Regions from separate parts of the Triticum aestivum genome. Here region 1 is linked to region 2. A link is a contact called in public Hi-C data. All regions are on one chromosome and are shown on one strand. The core of a region is the stretch at or near the end of the contact, and the rest is flanking DNA. Distances in the headings are between cores, read along the strand shown. Region 1 holds the start of LOC123071749 (BTB/POZ and TAZ domain-containing protein 3). Region 2 holds the start of LOC123071744 (RAN GTPase-activating protein 2).

Region 1 (7,060 bases), core at 3,031-5,530, 280 kb after region 2:
AGCCAGTTCAAAATTGTTTTTTCTGGGCATTGATCAAGAGAAAGGAGAGAATAAAAACAATTTAACCCTTGTACATTTATGAATTAATTTGCTAGCAGGCTGCATGCATCCTGCAGAGTTTCTAGTAAAACTGTGTATATATACTGCTAAAAAATGCTGCTGCATTCTGGATGCTGATTGGGATAAGAGTGGCAGCAGCAGGGCATGGACACATGATATTTCACTGGAAAATGTAACATGGCTCATTTGATGCCATCCAGGGTTTGTTCATCTTAAAGTAGAAGAGACCTGGTTTCTGTCTCAATGTTTAGTTTCTTCTCTTATGCTGCTTGTGGCCAGTACTGTTTTTTTTTTTAAATCTGTAAGCTATTAAGTTACTTGCTGTTTACTACAGTACCCAGATTGCATGGTTTCTGTTCTTAGAGAGTAGTTAGTTTAGCTGAAAGCAGTACTATCGATATCTTAACTCTCCCTTTGCTTTATATCATTGATTGGTATTGCTTTCGGCCCTTGACAGAATTTGATATGGTATGTGGCATAACAGTAATGTTTTCGCTATTGTGCAGCTTGACTCAGTTGGCGTTGAGAAGGTGATCGGCCTATTCGGCTTCTCCCTATTCAGATCCCTTTCCCTCTTGCCCTCCACCGCGGAGCGCGCTGCGAGCAAAGATAACTTGACCAACACACAGAGGATCATCCTTGTGCTGAGCTTCGCTTTGATCTGGGTGCTGGCTAGCGTGGGGCTCTTATGTGGACTGCACGGCAAGTCCAACTTCGAGCAGGCGGTATGCAGGCTCACTGCTCGCCTAGGGATTCTTGGACTGACACTACTAGTGGTTCTCCACCTCACATGGATGCTCCCGACCGGCACCTTTGCCACTGTCTGCTTCTACGTCTTCATGTTCGCCGCTGTCATACTTCACTCAGTGTCATGGAGTCTTCATGTTCGCCGCTGTCATACTTCACTCAGTGTCATGGATAACGGTAAATGATCTTCTCTGCTCCATAGTAATCAATGATATGTTGGCTGACTACTCGCCTAGGTACTCTTGCGCTAACACATGAACATTAACACGTTTCCACTGGAATTGCAGAGCTACCTAGTTGGCGAGGACAAGATCGAGGAGATTGCAGCAACAGAGCAGCGGTAGGCGAGGTCAGTAGAAGCGCATGTTAACCACCTCCCATGTGCAAGCTAGAATGTCAAGCCCCCTGCCAGCATAGTCATTGACCATGGCAAAAGCACCTTCTGCAGTCGCCATCATCTGTAACTCAACTCAAACCTAGATGATACACACCTGTACTTACTGTCACTGCTCACGTTATTACTGTCGAACTACACGTCAAGCTCCAATTGGCTTGAGGGGTGAAATTTTTCTCGCTTTTAGGACGGAATCAATTGTTCCTTTACTCCCTAGGACCTTACACACCAATAGGACCCATTTGATTTCTTCTTTCTTGCTCCGATGCCGCATTTTATCCTTAAAATGCCTGCAACATGTACAAATAGTATACCAATGAAGGGAATACAACAGAAATGCTGAAGAAGTGGCATGGTATGCGTACAGCAGTAAATTTCCTATTGTGGTCAATTGAGTCCAATTTCTTTTCTGGAGCATATGGTGTGTGAGTGAGGAAGGCAACTAGAAATCTGATGTGTTCTTCTTCCTGGTCTTCTGAATTTTAACTGCTATGTTTGTCTGTCTGGTAAGTCCACCTACCTTCAGTTTATGGAGATGAAGCTAGTAGGGGGTGCCCCATTTGGAAAAGAGGGACTAAAAATATATTCTGAGATGGTATGAAAGCAAGCATCTGTTGTACTACGTAGTATTAACCTAAAAAACTTGTGTGTCTGAATGAAATGATCCTGACCAACAAAGACAAGAGACCTCACCTGCACAGAGGAACCCTGCAGGTGCCTGGTGTGGAACACATTCGCGAATGCAGCTCAAGAAGCTGCCACATGCGCTTGCAGTTGGCGCAGCCACGCGGCACCCGCATTTTGCATGCCGAGAAATGGCGCACCAGCAACTCGATGCCCTTGCAGGCAGGAAACTTGCAAACAGCCTGACTGCCCTTCAGTTTCTGATCCCAGGGACCAATTGTCCTACAACCGTCTCGGCATATATGAACAAGAGCTTCCATAGCTTCATACAGCTGAAGATAAACCTTCTTTTCCTCCAGCCTTTTAGCTCTTTCTTGCCTTCTCTGTGTCAAATTCAGTTTTGAGAACAATGATTATGAACCATGACAGTATGTAGATGTGCAGCTACAAAAATTCCGTCAGCAGGTATAAGCATTCTAGGTGTGTGCGTCATGTGGAAGATCATACACATAACATATAGCAAGACGAGTAATTCGAACAACCGAGATGTTGCGGGGTGGAGCAACTAGTGATTAAGCCATAATAGGATGCTCTGTTTCAGAGAACTCACTGTGTCCACTTCAACAAGAAACTCAAGAAGCTCTTGCTCCAGGCTCGGGTTGGCCCGTCTCATCACTTTCCACCCTTCTGACAGAGAGATGGTCTTGAAATCTCCAGTGATCATACGAGTACAGATGAGTGAGAGCCTTGGTGCGTCACATAGCCGTGCAAGTTGTAGAACGTCCACCGCGTTATCAGGAGCGAGAAAAAACCTCTCGAGCTGGTCGGTACAGACGATCTTCAGAGATTGTACCGAGTAAACATGAGAGAGTACGAGCAAATGAAGGGCGTATTTCTTCATCTCATCCTGCTCAAAGCTTCACAAGAGAGAAAACGACATGAATGTAAGGTTCTGTCATGCTATCTCTTGTGGTCAAAGAAGAGACCATACTGAAAACTCTGAAGAAACACAAACATTCAGGCATGAAGAATACAGTTCACACTTATACCGTGAAGAATACAGAAATCTGATGAAGACACGGACTGCTTGAGATGGTACACCGGAAATCAGGATGTTTCTGAGACCATCTTCCACTCTAGCTTCTTCCAGCATACTTCTCAGAACGGGAGATCTGATGCCCTGTAGGAGACGAGACCAAGATCTTCTTACATAAGATCAAAACCTGCCTCTGTTCTAGTGGGTGTGAGGCCATTTCAGGAAGAGAGGCAGAAAACTGTACTCACAAGAATGCATGAATGCGATAAAATCTCGCTCCCATCATCCGTCGACACGCGGACATCGGCTTGATATCCTTCCAAGAATAGCCTGTTCCAGCAGTCCTGGACCTCCTCAGGGACATGAACACAACGAGTCTCTTTTGCTTTCCTGGAAGCTCTCTGCTTGCCATAAGAAGTTCCAGGTAATGGAGGTGGATCTGGCACAACTCTGGTACCTGCCAAGGTACCGCACTCGTAGATATCGAACGGGCCGTCGATCGCACTGCTGTCGAAGAAGGGTTGTGAGGAGCCTGACTCCAGGGGCGCCATCAAAGGTGTGCCTCCTGCTTTGACCCTGCAGGCCAAAATGATCAAGAGAGAAGACAGCTGAGAACACAACCTGCTCAAGTTTTTGTAGTGCCCATACGGCAGCGCAAGTAGTACTTTCTTTGAAGCAAGGTTCAGGAAGAAGTTGTTATAAATAGATAGAAGAAACCAAAGGCATAACGTAAGGCAAGTGATTCATTACTAATTACTCGATATCTTCAGCAGATAATAAATAAATTAATTAATGAGTACTGTGTTTCAGAAGTTACTTCATACTAGTAATAGTGAGTTGAAGGAAAAGATGCACAGAATTACATCCATGTGTTTCTCTCCTGAACCCTGAAGGAAATTGTAAGAATTTCCTGTCCAACTGAACATCACAGAGGCCATAAACCAGGGAATCAGACTAGTATTTCTGAACTCTGAGGCGTTCCATGAGACTTCCACTCCCCAGAAAAAAGAAACCGAGAATTGCTAAAATGTTGTCAAATTTTGAGCTGATCAGATGATTCTCCGCTCAGATATTCTTCAGCTCCTCACTCAAGAAGAGCCATGGCTCCCAGGTCCTTGGGACCATCAGAGAGGGAAAATCGACGGGGAAGAAGAGAGACGCGAGAGGGGACTTGGGATTGGAACAAATCGAAGCTTGCGTGCTCACCTGAGATCGTGCTCGAGTGGTCGGAGTCGCCGGAGCCTCTCTCTGTAAAAGCGACGACGGGAAGAGAAAGAAGAAGCTGGGCTGCACCACTACCGTCTCTTCAGTCTCCACTATTGCAGAGCTTTTGAAGCCTGCTTGTGTTGTCCTTCCTGCTTGGCCACACGCCCACGCAGGCCGGGGGGAGGGGGCCACGTGCTGCGTGTGGCTGACACGAGTCCCCCACAGAAGGCCTGGCCCCGCATGTCACTGCCCGCCACGGCTGTGAAGTGATGAGAGGGCAAAAAGTAGGACGGAGCCGACTCACGCATATATGTCTTCACGTGGAAAGGACGCGCCGCCCGGGCCAGTAGGATCGCGCCACGTGGCCACACGCCGGCGCCGCCCACGGCACAGAAGACGCACACTTTCTCACAGGACGGTGGCCCCACGGCACAGAACTGGAAGGTGGGCCTACCAGTTCAGTCCGCTCGTGTGGGTATGGATGCGGAGGCGTACTTGTCCAAGTGGGAGAAAGCGGACAAGGAAAGGAGTGGCCTGCTCGGCTCGGGTCACCGCCCTCCGTGCGTGCGTGCACGGCGGATGAACAGCTACCGATGAATATAAACCCGCCCTCGGATCCGCAGCAGCAACGCGGGTCAGTCAAAACGATACTACATTATCCTCCCCTATCGGCAGCGGCAGCAGCAGCAGGAGGATAATAAACAGTAGCAGTACTGGAACCCTGGGCTACCTCTGTGGTCTTCTGGAGGCCCCGGATCCGGATCCCGATTCTTTCTTTCTTTCTTTTTGTACTATCTTCCGTGTAGCCGACTAGGAGGTGGACCTCTCCGCTTGTCCCGTTCCGGCGCCGAGGCTTCCGGTGGGCGGCGAACCAAAGCGTCCGTTTCGACGGCGAGTTGAATTGAATCACACGCACGGCACGGCGCGGCTGGCGGCCGCCGCTGCCATCATCCATGACACACGGGGCGACAGTGACGGGAGGGTCGTGCACAGACGTCGAGGCAAACCGTGTGCCGGGGAGTGGAAATAATTGATGAGGGTTCACAGCGTTTTCACGTGTCTAGGCTTCAGAAAGAAGATTAGGCCGACGGGCCACGACGACATGAGTTACAAAAAGAGATGGTGATTCTCTTGATTCTTGGTGCCAGATGCCGCCGTCAGTCATCGTCGTCGGGCTCTGCCTCCTCAGCTTGTGTGCCAAGCCTGATGATGTCCTCAACCAGGATCTTGCCGTCTGTGATCCAAGCGTGGACACAGCAGTACGTGTCAATACGGTCAAGCAGTATCGACAGGAGCGTGGCTATCGTGTCCTAAAATTACCTTTATCTTTGGAGAGGCTCCCGATGAGCTCCTCGATGCCTGCACTGTCCAAGTTGTGCTTCAGGTACGCGGCCGCGGCTGCCACCTCCTCCGAAGTGACCTTACCGTCACGGTCCCTTCAGGAAATCATCATGATGCCACAATATAATATGGTCTCATGTTGATAATACTCTACTACGAGATCGTAGTCTCATGTCGTCTAGACTTGTCTACATAACAAAAAAAAAATCAAAGAGTTACCTGTCCAGAAGCTGCCAACCATCACCAATGGCCGTGTCTACATCATCTATTTCCTTTGTCAGCTCCTTGAGCATGGCATTTATCTGCGAGAAAAAGCAGAACACACCAGATGTTACAGGTCAGAGATGGCCAGGATGAAGAAACAGACTGGTAATTATCAGGATAGTGGATGTTCGTTAGAAACGGGAGAACCTCAACTCATGACAACCAAATGGGTTCAATTTCATTTTTGTTGACCCTACAGACCTACTGCACTTTTCAAAGATCTGATAAACTAATAAATACGTACTGTACTTCACATTTTTTTTCAAAAAGGGGGGACTCCCCGGCCTCTACATCAGAACGATGCATACGGCCACATAAATAAATAAAATAGGTTCAACAATGAGCAATACCTTTTTCATGAGTGCCATGGATACCGAACTTCTAGCGGAATTACTCCCCTTCGCAGCTGTGTATGCCTCATTGGCATCCTCTGCTGTCGAACCTTCACGCAGTGAGTTGTACAGTTCTATCTGCACAAGAAAAATAATGTTTTTGAGAGAATGCGAGCAGGTAGAGATCGTCAGATAAAATCCACCTTTTTTTCCAGATAATAATAATGAGATAAAATTCATTAGAACATATATTAGTGAGCTGGATGCAACTGCTTAATCTTATTGTGAAAAGTTGAAGGTACTGGTTAGCCTTATTGCGGATAAGAAAATAATATGCGCTAGATTCACCTCTCTGTGCACAAGGCTTAGGAATTCTTGACGCTCCTTGCTAGTTGACTGCAAGAGAAACAAATCAACAAACAGAAAGTTTCAGTAACTACTACTACTTCCGTCCGAAAAAGCTTGTCCCTCAAATGGTGCTAGATACATCCATTTGAGGAACAAGCTTCGGACAAGCTTTTCCGGACGGAGGGAGTATCTATTAACAGACATGTGCAAGCATTCTATTGAAATCTTACCGATGCAGAAGACAAAAGAGCTAATGCCTGACTAACTTTGCAAAGCTCTTCCTGTTTCTCTAACATTCTCTTTCTTGCCAGATCACCAGCTTCCTTGACACTGAATTTATTGCACGACCCGCCCTTGTCTTCCAACTTCACCATGTCCTCTTCTTCATTTTCTTCTTCCTGCAACGTGTAAAGAAACTTTTCAAGCCAAAAAGGCAGCAGAGAATAGACAGAGGAAAAGAACAAGAAACATTAGTAGTAAACTCATCAATAGCAGTGGGCATACATGGAAAATGGACTCCCCTGGCCCTACTCCCCAACCTAGAGTAGCTAAGTGTGAAAGTAAAATCAACCCTTGTTCTGCTGTTCATACATGGCTTTTCTGGTACGAAATGGGCCACTTCAAATAGGTTCGTTGCTCCCGCCCAGAATTCGATTAATCCGTCATTGGGAACTGATATGCCTTTTAAGTTTTAACTATAAAAAGGTG
Region 2 (6,932 bases), core at 947-3,446:
TAAAGCTTTGGAGAATATCCGCATCACATCAAGGGCTTCATCCTCAGGTCTTCCGGCAACAAAATCTGAAATATCTACCTCCTTGAGCTGAGATTTTATTGATTCAAGAATTGGCCCGGCAACATTGGCAGCACCAATACCAAAGCTCCTGTTGCTCAAGCAAATCCTGCTATATGAGTTTCCTGGTTCTGTTAGTGGACTCAGAAGTTCCTTTGCTTCTTCTGCCTCAATGAAAGCACGCTTGCCACCAGATATATCAAACACAGTATCAGCAGGCTCAATAGGTGTATCAATAACAGGTGCTTCTGGTTCCGCAGTCGTCCCCGGACCTTTTTTGAGGACTTCCAGCATCAGCTTGCTTGTTTCTTTTGCATATAGCTGGACAACAGAACTCCCATCACCATCAGGCTCCTTCTTGAAATGCTCATCTGCAGAAGCAAAGCACATCTCTTCAATCCTTTTGGCATTCTTATGGGCCTCTTCTTTGCCCAAAAGGCCATACTTGCGAGAAAAGATTGACTCAGAGGACAGGTTCTTGGTCATCCTCTCTACAAGCATCAGACGAGTGCTTTCACTCGGTGGCCACAGTTTGATGGAGAATGTCCGGGGCTGGAAATCTTGCGCCGCTGAAGCCATGTGGACACGTGGCACTTCACACAATAACCTGCTGGTAAATCAACAAGTGTAGGAATTAGCATGATCCCAGATTACAGGAAGTAATGGAGTATTAATAAGTAAACAATGAAATTAGTGGAGCAATTGAAGGGCCTGTCCCTGAGGGTACCCAACACTACTATCACCAAGGATACAACAAAACACCAAGTAGTAAAACATAGTTAAGTCTACAGTTGACAAACAACATCGTCAATTGGTAAAGACAAGCATTTCGCTGAAAGTGATCGTTTTACATAGGAAATCAATGACACAACTGGCAGTTACTCCCTCCGTCCGAAAATACTTGTCATCAAAATGGATAAAGAGGGATGTATCTAGAACTAATATACATCTAGATACATCCCCTTTGATTCATTTTGATGACAAGTATTTCTGGACGGAGGGAGTACAACATAACAGGACTTCAACCAAACACAAGAAAAAAATTAATGTGTAATGTTACTACGGCTGTGTTTGGTTCAGCTGTGTGTCAGCAGGAAAGTAGCTGTGGGCTGTGTGCTATGAGAAAGAAGTAAAGTCATTTTATAACTAGCTGTCTGAACTGTGGAGCATAAATGTCCTGAATAGCACTGAAGCCTTGAGAGATTCTTTACATGCTGTTTGACAATAAGGATCCAATTACATGCTGCTTTAGCTAAAAATGATGAAACGATCATGTAGATAATTAACACACTGCCAGGTAGATTTGGTCCATGGAATTTTCGAGTCGATTGGCATGATGAAAACGAAAGCAGATTACCAGGGTTTAGATAACTGAGCAGACTAATGAAAATAACTAGTACTGTACTAATATGCACCTAAATTGACACCTAACTAATTAAGAATCCAGCAACATTGGCCACTTAGGTTAGAACTAAGAGCAAGCAAGTAGTACTCTCTGTACTCAGAAATCAAACCAGCCGTACATGTACATACGCGGGACAGGACCGTACTACTTGTCTTCCGCTAGGTTGCAGAAGAAGAACAAAACAGATTGGTAGCTTGGTTCCGACAACTGCATTACGTAGTAGCTAGGACGCAAAACAGCACATACGCAGGCACGCCGTACACGCATCACAGCGCCCAACGCCCGTGCCATCAGGAAGAACAACGGAACTGCGCGGCGGGACAAGCAGATTCACAGATATCTATTTCGAAATCACGAGGTAGCAGATCTGAGATGCGATGCGAGGGGCACATCGATCTTGTCGCGGGTCTAGGGGGGATTCGCGGGGCGAACAGGGCATGGAGACCCGTGCTCGCGTTTCCTCACCTTGGATCCAGACGGCGGCGAGCGTGTACTCGGGGAGGGGGGACGGCCGCGGCGGCGTCGGCTTCGGGCTCGGGGCTAGAGGCGGCCGCTTCCACCCGAGGCCAGCGACGTCGACCGGGGGCGGAGGCGGCGCGGCGAGGCGCGGCGGGGAGGGTGGAGACGGCTCGCCGGGAGATCGCCTTGGGTGGGGGCGGTGTCAGGGGGTAGCGACTGGGAGAGGAAGATGCGGCGGCCGGCGGAGCGTGGGGTTTGTGTAGTGCGGGGGGTGGGGGCGTAGGGTTTCTGGACACGGTTGCGGGCTGCGGGGTGGCTCCGTGGCCGTCCGATCCGGGGGTTCGAGGAGCGGGGGGCGACGCTCGGCCGGACGATCGACAGGAGTTTGGGGAGCGTGGGGTAAAAAAAAGAAAGGCGAGAGCGCCCGGGGCGATCTGGATTTCGAAATTCAAATCTGCGCGGACTCTGCCTGCCTGCGGCGGTGTTGCCAGGGCGGCGGATCTATCATTGTCTATCGCGTAGGCACGTGGCGCGATGATTTCTTTCATTCACTCAGTGCTTTGTTTGGCAAAATTTCCCCCTGGTCTCATTACCACGACGGCAAAAAGTGACGATCGGGTTTTCCCATGTAAGCACAGGCGTCAAAACACATACGCCATCCGTCCGGAATTAGTTGTCACTCAAACGGACGTATCTAACACATGTCCAGACAGAGGGAGTATACATAAGACGTTTTGGCAGTTCATCCCTGAGAGTGTAACATCCAGAGAAGGTCGGGTTTGGCCAGTTTACCCCTGCTCAAAAGACGATTGTCAGCCAATAGCCAGAGGAGAAAACCTGTAATATGGGAGGAATTTCCATTCTCCAGCTGAACTGAGTGTACGGGCATAATTCCCCCTACAATTGACAAGGGAGTACAAATGACTGAACAAAGAGGGGTGCAACATCCATTTCTGAGATTTCTTGATTCTACCTAGCAAAAAAAAAGAAAAAAAACTGCTCATCATAGGCATGCTAAAGCTTCCATGGGAGGTGAGTCGGACGACATTACCATCCCAAACATCGGACACGGAATGGTGTTGCTCATTGCAAGGGCTCAAAGAATTTCACCCAGTGTTAATAAGTTCTTAACTCCCTAGTTCTGAAGAAATGACGCGTTTAGTCTGTATAAATTATGTCCAGTACAATGCTGACAGTGTCTTTATGCATGTTAGATAGATGGTCTAACAGATCTACTCTCCAAAAGAAACAAACAAAAAAGTAGTAGCGAGTGACCCGGCCAATAAAATCTTCAGCCGCGAGGTGCTCCGCCTGCAGTGCCTTCGCAACTCTGCCGAAATATAGCACGGTGCTTCGTCTGCAGTGCCTTTGCAACTCTGCCGAAATATAGCACGGTGCTCCGAGCAGGGCCCTGAAACAGCTAAATGGACAAGGTTCTGTAGACAGCAAACGCCATGAGCGCCGGTATGAAGTAGAAGAGCACCGGAGAATGGAGCAGAGGGTCCATGGCATAGGCCTTCATAAGAGCTCTGCACAGCTGCAAGATTGTGAAGGCGTCATCAGTATCTTCAGAGTAGGCATAAAACCGCATCACAGAAGATTTGCATGATTTTAAAAGGAAATAATAATACCTTCCAGTGTTTCCACAGAACCACCAAACAGAAAGCGATGAAGATTTTCCTTATCCAGCGACCGCTCCACAAGCTATCATGCCCTACCTCTCTCCTGCTCTTTTGGTGGGGATCATCTTTCTTCTTTCCTGACTGTGAGAGGTAGTGTTCTCGGAATGCAGTCCTCTCGGCAGCCATCGCGGCAAGAATCACAATCGTAGGCAATACCACAAAACAGAGGTGAGGTAGAACGATGACCATGACGTCTGGAGTGCCGGCATGGAAAGTTTTCATACCATTTTTAAGAGCCCAACCTCTGAATGTCATGGATGCGAGGCTACTATCCTCGGTTACAGGGTGACCAGAAAACCAAGGGAAGACCAACAGATAGATTATATACACCAACAGCAAAGACCACACAAGAATCATCCTGGACAGCTCAACAAAAAGCCAGATAAAACCACCAAGTAGATACTTCAGTGATGTATACTGACTACCGCCTGCACGCAGATATGTGTACACAGATTGTTGATCCTTAAGTAGCACTACTGAAGCTCGTGGCACAAGAAGCAGTGTGAAAATCAGAGCAAGAACACACTGCAGTGCGGGGTGATATACCGACGCCCACTGGATGCCCATCACGAAAAACTCCTTCCATGTCCAGTTAACTTCTGCAAACAACCCATTCACAGAGAATGGCCTCAACTGGCTGACACTAATGTCACCTGTTATATCCATCGCTTCGATTTGCAGCCAGTACCGATCTGGAGAAGGATCTGCAAATGCTCTCCAGTTCCACGGAATCAAATACATATCTCCTCTAGAATCATTGGCACTCACTCTTTTCATTTCGCTGTCGAATACCACTTCAAGGTTTCCTGGTCTTGAGTCATATATCTTTGCTAAGACAGTTACTATCTCATGTCGAGAGAATACAAGCGCCCTCACCGTATCAAAAGTTGAAGCTCCCATGGTGTGACATTTGAAATCACGAGGAGCAGATGTTCTCTGCATAAATCTCGAGTCCAGAGGGAAGGTAGGTAGTATAATTACACTTTTTGAGCCTAACCTGAAATCTATGTCAGTAAAGGAGACAAATCCATCATCAATTGCTAATATCCTCATACTTCTACTCCTTTTCCAATCGCCAATCTCCCACTCCCAGAACTCCTCAAAAGGTGCTGCTGCTTCAGAACAGTTCTCTTCAGCACTCGGCATTGCATAGCCTTGGTGCATGTTAGATTGGTAGTAGTGTTCATACAGTGATGGTTCCTGAGTTGCTCGATGATAGTAACGCTTCAAATTCTTGCCAAACCTTGTGTGAAGATGTCCACACAAGTATGCTGCTAATGAGTGCTTCAGAAAGACATCCTTGATACTTTTTCCTGATTCTGTTAATGCCGAGAAAGACATCGGGAAGTGCCCAACTGTAATTTTTGTAACTGGAGCCTTGTTGAAGTCAGTGTCCCACTGCGACAGTGATTGGTCCAGTTCTATAAGCTGCTTGTCAGTTGGATGCCCAAATAAATTCGTTGGGCCCCTAAGTCCGATCTCCATTGTGCTATCGAAGCCAACAAACAGATGTTTCCGACCATTGTTCTGCAGATCCATCCACAATCTACCATATGTTATGCCAAGCATATTCAAAAAATGCAACCAAAACTAATCATTCGCACTACAATTTAACTAGAAGGCGCTAAAGAAATAATAAGCAATAGGATGTATATAAGAAGCACTGACCTCCAAAGTGATGCTTTGCACGCGCCCCTGTCGTCTTAGGTTAGCATTGATGCTATATTTCTCGTAGAAGTCATAGTCCCCACCAGACACAGGTACACCAAAGCTATCATGGTTTCCTCTCAGATCATAGAATTTTTTCCTTGGAAGCTTGCTACTCTCAATGACATCCTTCATCGTACTACTATATTCCATCCACTCCACCTCATTTTGCTTCATTGTAAGCAGATCTTTGCTTTTCCCCTCTAATCACAAAATAAAAATAGTACTTGAGATAAATCCCAATACATAATCATTTATTCATTTATAAACTATTTGGTATATGGACACCTTTCGAAATGAATGCAGCTGGTTTCACGTCTTCCCAAATTAGAAAGTGGTTAGTTGGTTGAGGTTTAGAGGGTGGTGAAGATCAGCTGTAGTGCTGATTGCAACTGCCTAGTTACAAGTGAACAAATTGGAACCAGAAAAGCAAAGCAGATGTTTATTCAAGTAAAAGATTCCGATCATGTGGTAGTTATTTTAAGTTCGTCAGTAGTCCACGCCTTAATACATGTGATATTAAAAGAGTCCATGACAACTGACAACAAATGACTATTTTGATTGTGGTTCTATGTCCGATTTTTGCAACTTCAAACTTTAGGCCTTTATTACTTAGTCGCCTCGGTTACAGTTCATGTTGGTTTGTAACAGGTCTGATGCTAGATTCTACTCCCTCCGTCGTGTCTCAACTATGTACTAACTTTAGTACAAAGTTGTAGTAAAGTTGAGACACTTATTTTGAGACGGAGGGAGTACTTAAACTGTGAATTCAGTACTTAAATTTTCAACCTATCTGGTTTTAGCATGAACCGAAAAGTACCCAACTGCCTCGACTGTTAAGGCTGTATCTCACTATCAACGCAGCTCCTTAAATTGTGATTGCAATACTGAAGTTCAGTTGAATACTATCGTAGATATGCGATACACGACAAGGTTCTAGCAGTGTACTAATCATAAATGTAATAGGGAGTATATTTTAGATAAAAGTTTGTGCTCCTAGGCGGCTAGGCACCAACAATTACAGTGCCTTGACGAACCACTCATCCATCTACCACATTTGCTTAAACTGAAACCTCAGTAGTATCTGAATCCTTTCTGAACTATCCGCACGCATCAACCAAGTTGTACCGAACATCAAAGAACCACTCCAGCTAGATTAAACATCGTATCATCTGTTCACCCCGAACACGGCGAAGGATCAACAGAAAGGAAGGAACGGGAAGGGGGCGATAGAGGGGGGATATGTACAGCGCACCGGTGAGGTCGCCGGTGATGAAGACGAGGTCGGGGTTGACCATGGCGAGCGCCGGGCCGACGTATCGCCGGAAGTCGTAGGCGCGCTCCGGGTGGTGCACGCTGAAGTGGAGATCCGAGAGCTGGGCCACCCACACGACCCCCTCCGGCGCGCCGGAGACCTCCGCCACCGCCCTGTCGTCACCGGCGACGGACGACGGCGCGGGCCCCGCTGCGGCGACGAGGGCCAGGAGAACGGGGAGCAGCCGGTTTCCGTGCGGACCCATGGCGAAGGCGCAGAGCCGCAGACGAGGGCCCGAGGAGGGGAGCAGGACGAAGAGGCTGCAGTTTACGCTTTCAATGACCAGAGGGAACAGCAGAAGACGTTT

The links. A called contact is a pair of places that touch in the nucleus more often than the background predicts.
Region 1: a contact with region 2 is called in a Hi-C map of leaf, with 5 times the contacts expected there. The contact joins the promoter of LOC123071749 here to the promoter of LOC123071744 in region 2. A contact is called at or near these places in 2 of 5 Hi-C or Micro-C datasets (both in leaf).

The regions. Positions count from the first base shown.
Region 1 is chr3B:687,263,021-687,270,080 of IWGSC CS RefSeq v2.1, forward strand. LOC123071749 (BTB/POZ and TAZ domain-containing protein 3) reads right to left here and starts at 4,281. Exons shown (of 6, transcript XM_044495334.1): 1 at 4,068-4,281; 2 at 3,110-3,437; 3 at 2,875-3,005; 4 at 2,436-2,742; 5 at 1,895-2,208; 6 at 1,248-1,491. The coding sequence starts at 3,412. The coding sequence ends at 1,344. LOC123071748 (LETM1 domain-containing protein YLH47, mitochondrial) reads right to left here. Exons shown (of 15, transcript XM_044495333.1): 10 at 6,583-6,750; 11 at 6,353-6,400; 12 at 6,023-6,142; 13 at 5,628-5,710; 14 at 5,388-5,503; 15 at 4,855-5,301. The coding sequence ends at 5,225.
Region 2 is chr3B:686,983,217-686,990,148 of IWGSC CS RefSeq v2.1, forward strand. It overlaps LOC123071744 (RAN GTPase-activating protein 2), which reads right to left and starts at 2,197. Exons shown (of 2, transcript XM_044495330.1): 1 at 1,928-2,197; 2 at 1-667. The coding sequence starts at 636. LOC123071746 (putative metallophosphoesterase At3g03305) reads right to left here and starts at 6,918. Exons shown (of 4, transcript XM_044495332.1): 1 at 6,566-6,918; 2 at 5,272-5,513; 3 at 3,553-5,130; 4 at 2,993-3,458. The coding sequence starts at 6,830. The coding sequence ends at 3,342.